Regions from separate parts of the Mus musculus genome. Here region 2 is linked to region 1. A link is a contact called in public Hi-C data. All regions are on one chromosome and are shown on one strand. The core of a region is the stretch at or near the end of the contact, and the rest is flanking DNA. Distances in the headings are between cores, read along the strand shown.

Evidence for each region. A called contact is a pair of places that touch in the nucleus more often than the background predicts.
Region 2: a Hi-C map of morula shows a contact between it and region 1, with 3 times the contacts expected there. The contact joins two enhancer-like sites. A contact is called at or near these places in 1 of 39 promoter capture datasets (embryonic stem cells), 27 of 484 Hi-C or Micro-C datasets (ECoMG myeloid progenitors, the HPC-7 cell line, beige adipocytes and 6 more) and 3 of 115 datasets of contacts at active chromatin or transcription factors (all in embryonic stem cells).

The regions. Positions count from the first base shown.
Region 1 is chr8:74,932,998-74,935,697 of GRCm38.p6, reverse strand. No RefSeq gene overlaps it. Among named protein-coding and RNA genes, the nearest start is that of Hmgxb4, 59 kb to the left of the region's middle. Within about 2 kb of position 1,262, at least 10 of the 459 cell types and tissues checked have an H3K27ac peak or open chromatin away from gene starts, as enhancers often do. A contact at or near this core is called in morula, where this site is marked.
Region 2 is chr8:74,970,420-74,973,119 of GRCm38.p6, reverse strand. No RefSeq gene overlaps it. Among named protein-coding and RNA genes, the nearest start is that of Hmgxb4, 22 kb to the left of the region's middle. Within about 2 kb of position 1,314, at least 9 of the 459 cell types and tissues checked have an H3K27ac peak or open chromatin away from gene starts, as enhancers often do. A contact at or near this core is called in morula, where this site is marked.

The sequences.
Region 1 (2,700 bases), core at 13-2,512:
TCTACCTCGTAGTTCTGGTGACCCTTGAGACGCTTAGGGTTAGGCTCTCTCTGCCAGTGCTTCCTCGAGGCTTCTTGGAAAAGCAGAAGCTCATTCCCATCTGGAACCTGCCAGGCCAGTGATGGTGGGAGAGACCTGCCATCTTTCCCTACTCTAGAGAGAGGAGAAAATGACCACTAGGTGGCAGTGCTAGCTTAGGAACCTAGGATTCCCCCAGGCAGGGAGGAGGCACTAAGGCCTTTTGAACTTTCGTGTCCCAGTGTAGACCCTGGCCCCCAATCCCTGGTCATCTCACCATCTACACTCCCCCACACCCCAACTTCCTGCAGAGGGTCGGGGATACACACACTAATATATAAAATGAGACTGCACGTTAGGATAAGGATGTCCCCTGTGGAGAAGATTCGAGGAAGGTTCCCCCATCTCTGCTGGGTTCTCACAGCCTGGTTGATTCCACTCACCCTATAGTTGAGAAGGCAGAGGGCCAAGGTGGCCCAGGGTCCCAGTCTACCTGGATCCCATCCAAGGTTGTGTAGCAAATTCTGTACTCACCCCTGGATCCAGACATTTTTTTGAGGGTCCCTGGATTGTAAAGATTCTGACCTTTTTTGTCGTTCCCTCCCCCCCCCCCCCGAAAACATTTGGAAGCATGGGTCTAGACACTGTTTTCTCTCAAAGTTCTGTATTTTGGCTGTCTCTCTGACAAGGAAGTGGTATCCTTCCATTTTTAGCTTTTTCATTAACTAGCTGTGTGTCCTTAGGCAGACATTCAACCTCTCTGAATCCTAGGAAGCGCGCGCGCGCGCGCGCGCGCGTGTGTGTGTGTGTGTGTGTGTGTGTGTGTGATATATGTCTCAGATTTGTTAAGAAGCTCAAATCAAGGGCCATTTGTGCAAAGGAGCCTTCTAAACTGCAGAGCCTTGGGCACACAATATGAGGCATGACTGGGGATTCCCGGCAGCAAGAGGTCAGAAAGGGGCATGTTTTTGGAAAAAGGTGGGCAGCCATTGACACCATGGTCATCAAAACGGTGGTGGCTCATCTCTTGTTCCCCTCACTGCCATTCCTGAATCACAAGCCACTTCCTACACAGCAGGTGGAGAAAAACTCAGACCTATGAAAACTGTAATGTTTTCCCCTGCCCTTAAAATCCAATTCCTCGTCTTTATCTCTCAGTCTTTCCCCGTGCCTGTTCCTTTCACAGTGCCCCACCCTCTCCAACCCCACCCTCTTCCTCACTTCTTCCTTCCTGCTCTCCAACCCCACCCTCTTCCTCATTCCTTCCTTCCTGCTCTCTAACCATACCTTCTCCCTCACTTCGTCCTTCCTGCCTCTGCCCTTTATGTTTACTATTTCTGTGTTGACTTTTCTTTGATTCAGGCTTCAGTATCAATGCTACCTTCTGGGCGAGCTGTTCAGAGCAGAGCCACATAACCTGGAGCCCCAGGCAGCACAATCAAGCCCCATGGCAGCACAGTGCGGTATATTAAATGCCCTGCACAGAACTTCACATTATCTGACCTCTCACTTGCTTATAGAGGCAAAAGAGTAAAACAAAAATGCACAGCCAGAGCTAACAGCCAGAGCTAACAGCCAGAGCTAACACTCAGACCATGTTCCCCAGAAGCCTGCCCCTTGAGTTACCTGGATCCTAACTGCTAGTGACCCATGACACCCCGTGCAAACATTAAGTCTCAGGAAAGACAACTTATGCTGTGAATCTTACTAAACATAGTGAGATAGGCTAGTAAGAGTCCTGGTCTGTGTATGCATCCAGGTATGGACCCTGCACAGATATGTACATACCTGCACATGTATGGACCCAATTGGCTTCCCACAACTGATTTAAAACCTCTCCTCTCAGGGGCTGGTGAGATGGCTCAGTGGTTAAGAGCGCCGACTGCTCTTCCAAAGGTCCCGAGTTCAAATCCCAGCAACCACATGGTGGCTCACAACCATCCATAACAAAATCTGATGCCCTCTTCTGGAGTGTCTGAAGACAGCTACAGTGTACTTACATATAATAAATAAATGAATCTTAAACAACAACAACAAAAAAACCTCTCCTCTCTCTCAGTGGTGTGGCTCCCCCTTTCCTGGGAACTCATCCAATGTGTGTCCTGGCTATGTATTTTAATAAACCCTCTTGATTTTTCCTGCCCAGTCAGTTCTAACTCGTGCTCATCACTGTTTTGCAGTCTGTTGCCTCAGGACACCTCCCTGGCTAGAGTAAAGCTGGCGACTGGAGGGGATGCTTGCCTCATAGCTCACCTTGTCTCTCCAAGGTCTAAGAGATCTGTACCAGCCTTGATGTAGGCACTCCATATGTTCTGTTGGGTAAATGGGAGATCAAATGAAGAACTCTGCAGTCCTGACTGCTGGAACCCTGAGAGCATGTACTCATGGCTGGTGCTCCAGCCTCAGCTCTTCATCTCCCGCCTGGGAGGGATTGCAGGAGTTAGGAAAGAGACACCTGCTTGCCAAATGACCACATTAAAGCATGCATTTCCTCTGAAGCTGGTTAATTCCTGGGAGTTGGGAGAAATTAAATCCCATTTTATATGATGCTGTGTGTTCTCACACTTAGGGGTCTGTTGTAATTGTTGAGCAGGATGGAGAATAAAGCTTCCCAGAGCCATAATTAACTTTCACAGCAGAATGGATGTCACCGCAGGAGGTCTAACGCCCCTGGGGCAAGTT
Region 2 (2,700 bases), core at 65-2,564, 37 kb before region 1:
CTCCCTCCCTCCCTTCCTTCCTCTCTTTTTCTTTCGTTCATTCAATTATACTTCAAGCCTATTAACGATCAGTTTGTTGTATTGTTCAGACATTGTATTAGGCAAGAAAGAAGCAGATGTAGAAATGAGAGGCAGGGAGACAGTTCTGTGCTTGCTATATAGGTATGGACATTTGAGTTCGGATCTACAGTTCCCACCTAAAAAGCTTGCAATCCCAGTACTGAAGAGGTAGAGATCTGCAACTCCTTACAGCTCATCGGTTGGTCGGCTTCACACAAGAGTCTTCAGTTTCTTGGCAATTGTTTACTGGTTTTATAGCTTCAGAATTAAGAGTTGTGTTTCAGATGAGACCAGCTACACAATGGTGTCAGGTCCAGAAGAAACCAGGACTGGGCTCACTCTGTACCTGTGGCTCCTCCCAGCACTTCTCGCCCCGCCCCCTACCCTACACCTCTCCAACCCAGGGAGGGGCCTGCCTTCAGTTTCCTCCCTCAGCTTCTGGTACCTAAAGAGCCTCAGTCGCTTTGGCCACACACTCTCTTGGTTCATTCTTTCTTAGTTATCTGCACTCTCTTGGCCTCTTGGTGGCTCCTCTCTGGTCCTCTTGCCCCACCCCCTTCCTCTTCCTCTTCCTCTTTTCATTGAGGATTTATTCTGAACTCTTACCGATGCCTCTGGCTGTTCTCTCCCTTATACCTACAATAAAGTCCTTTACCGCTATCATTCCTAGGAGTGGCCATGTTCTCATTTTTCATTCAAATGGTTTCCTTACCAGCTTTAGAGTGGATGAGATACCAGGGGAGCTACTTTTGAGATTTTAAGAAGGCACCATGATTGTGAGGAAGACAGTCTCTCCTTGTAGCCGCCCACCGCCCGCAGTGGCTGAAAGGGAGGCTGGGGCTGCATGGGAGAAAATGGGAAGAGAAATAATGAAACCAAGACAAAGATACTGATCAAGGCTCAAAGTTTACTTAAGAGTCTGAGTTTATAGCCAGGCGGTGGTGTCACACGCCTTTAATCCCAGCACTTGGGAGGCAGAGGCAGGCGGATTTCTGAGTTCGAGTCCAGCCTGGTCTACAAAGTGAGTTCCAGGACAGCCAGGGCTATACAGAGAAACCCTGTCTGCGGGGGTGGGGGTGGGGGAGTCTGAGCTTATAAAGGGGGAAGGCCCATCCCCTACCAGGCCAGGTTCTTGATGCTTTGTCACCCGGCTGTCTGTACTTGGTCGCCAGGCTTATTCAGGAATGTCTCTGGAAGACAGGTTCAGCTTCTCAGCAGGTAGCAGCAGAGGTGGCAGAACTATCAAGATCAGAAGATAGGTGGTCTCTTTCACAGTGGTGGAACAGGTCTGAGCCAGCCTGCTCAAGGCTAGGGGAGGCTACATCTACTCAAAGCTTACTCCTTTCCCTTCAAACCCTGCCCCCTGCCCCTGCCCATTTCTTTAAAGCCAGCTCACTAGGTTTTTCCCGAGTCAGTTCTGGTGTGAGAACCTTTTGGACCTGCTGACTTGGGACCCTGATAGGAAAAAACTATAACTCAGCTCCTAGCTAGCATACTTCCTTCCTTCCCGTTCCCTATGCCCAAGGGTTCTTGTCTGTTTTGTAAGTTTTTAGGAACAGTTCTGGATCCTTGAGCAAAACTGAGACGAGATGGGGAGTTGGGGATAAGAGAGCCACTCAGGTGAGAAAGAGAGGGAAGCAGTGGGTGAGGTCAGGAGGGTGGGGTTCGGTGGGCAGGGGGAGCTCACTGGAGGGAATTTGACCAGAAAGAACTCATCTGGGAGTGGAAAGAAGAGGAATGGAAAGGGTCACATTGAAGTGGAGTGACAAGAGTTTGAAGGAGAGTTTTATTTATGGTTGTGTCTGTGTGAGTGTATACCACATACTCAAAAATATCCCACAGAAATGACCGTGAGAGTCCTGCTTAAGCAGCCAGCCAGCGTTCCAGATAGAGCCCCAAGTGGTTGCTGGGAATTGAACTCATGACATTTAGAAGAGCAAAGAATGCTCTTAACCACTGAGCTACCTCTCCAGCCCAAGGGCATGATATATATGTTTTTAAACTCTTGGACCGTTTTGATGTTCTTTTTTTTCCCTGTCACAGAGTTAGGGAGGGAAGAAGTACTTGGGTCTGAAATGGGGGTTTGGGTGGGGGGTGGGGATGGGTTACAAGGTTTCCAGAGCCGGCTTCTTAGCTCAAACAACACCCAACAATTTATCAATATAACATGCATTATAAGGTCTGTGGGGAGGGACAGGATGTTCCTCATGCTACCCAGGGTAGTGCTGGGCTGCGAGAGGCCTGCACTGGGACTTCAAGGAGGCTCATAGGGCCACCAGATTCTTGGTGATTCTATGTGTTACACAGCTATGCAATGTAGGAATTCCCAGGTCAGCGTGCTGGGAAGCCATGGCTACCCATCTCACTTTCCTGCTGCTCATGGAGAAACTGAGTCTCACAGGAACTTGAGGGCCTCAGAGTCCATTTTGCTACACCCAGTCCTGCCATCCTCTGTCTGGGTGTGTAGGGGTGGGGGTGCATATGAAAGTATAAGGTAAAAACAAAATTCTAGGCCTTTAGGTCCAGGCTTCGGAATGTGACCTCTGTGACTTAATGCTCCAAGGTATGCTAATCATAAAACATTCCTCCACCCACCCGCTTCTATTATGCAAATGTGCTATTGTTAGGGGCTCTTAGAAA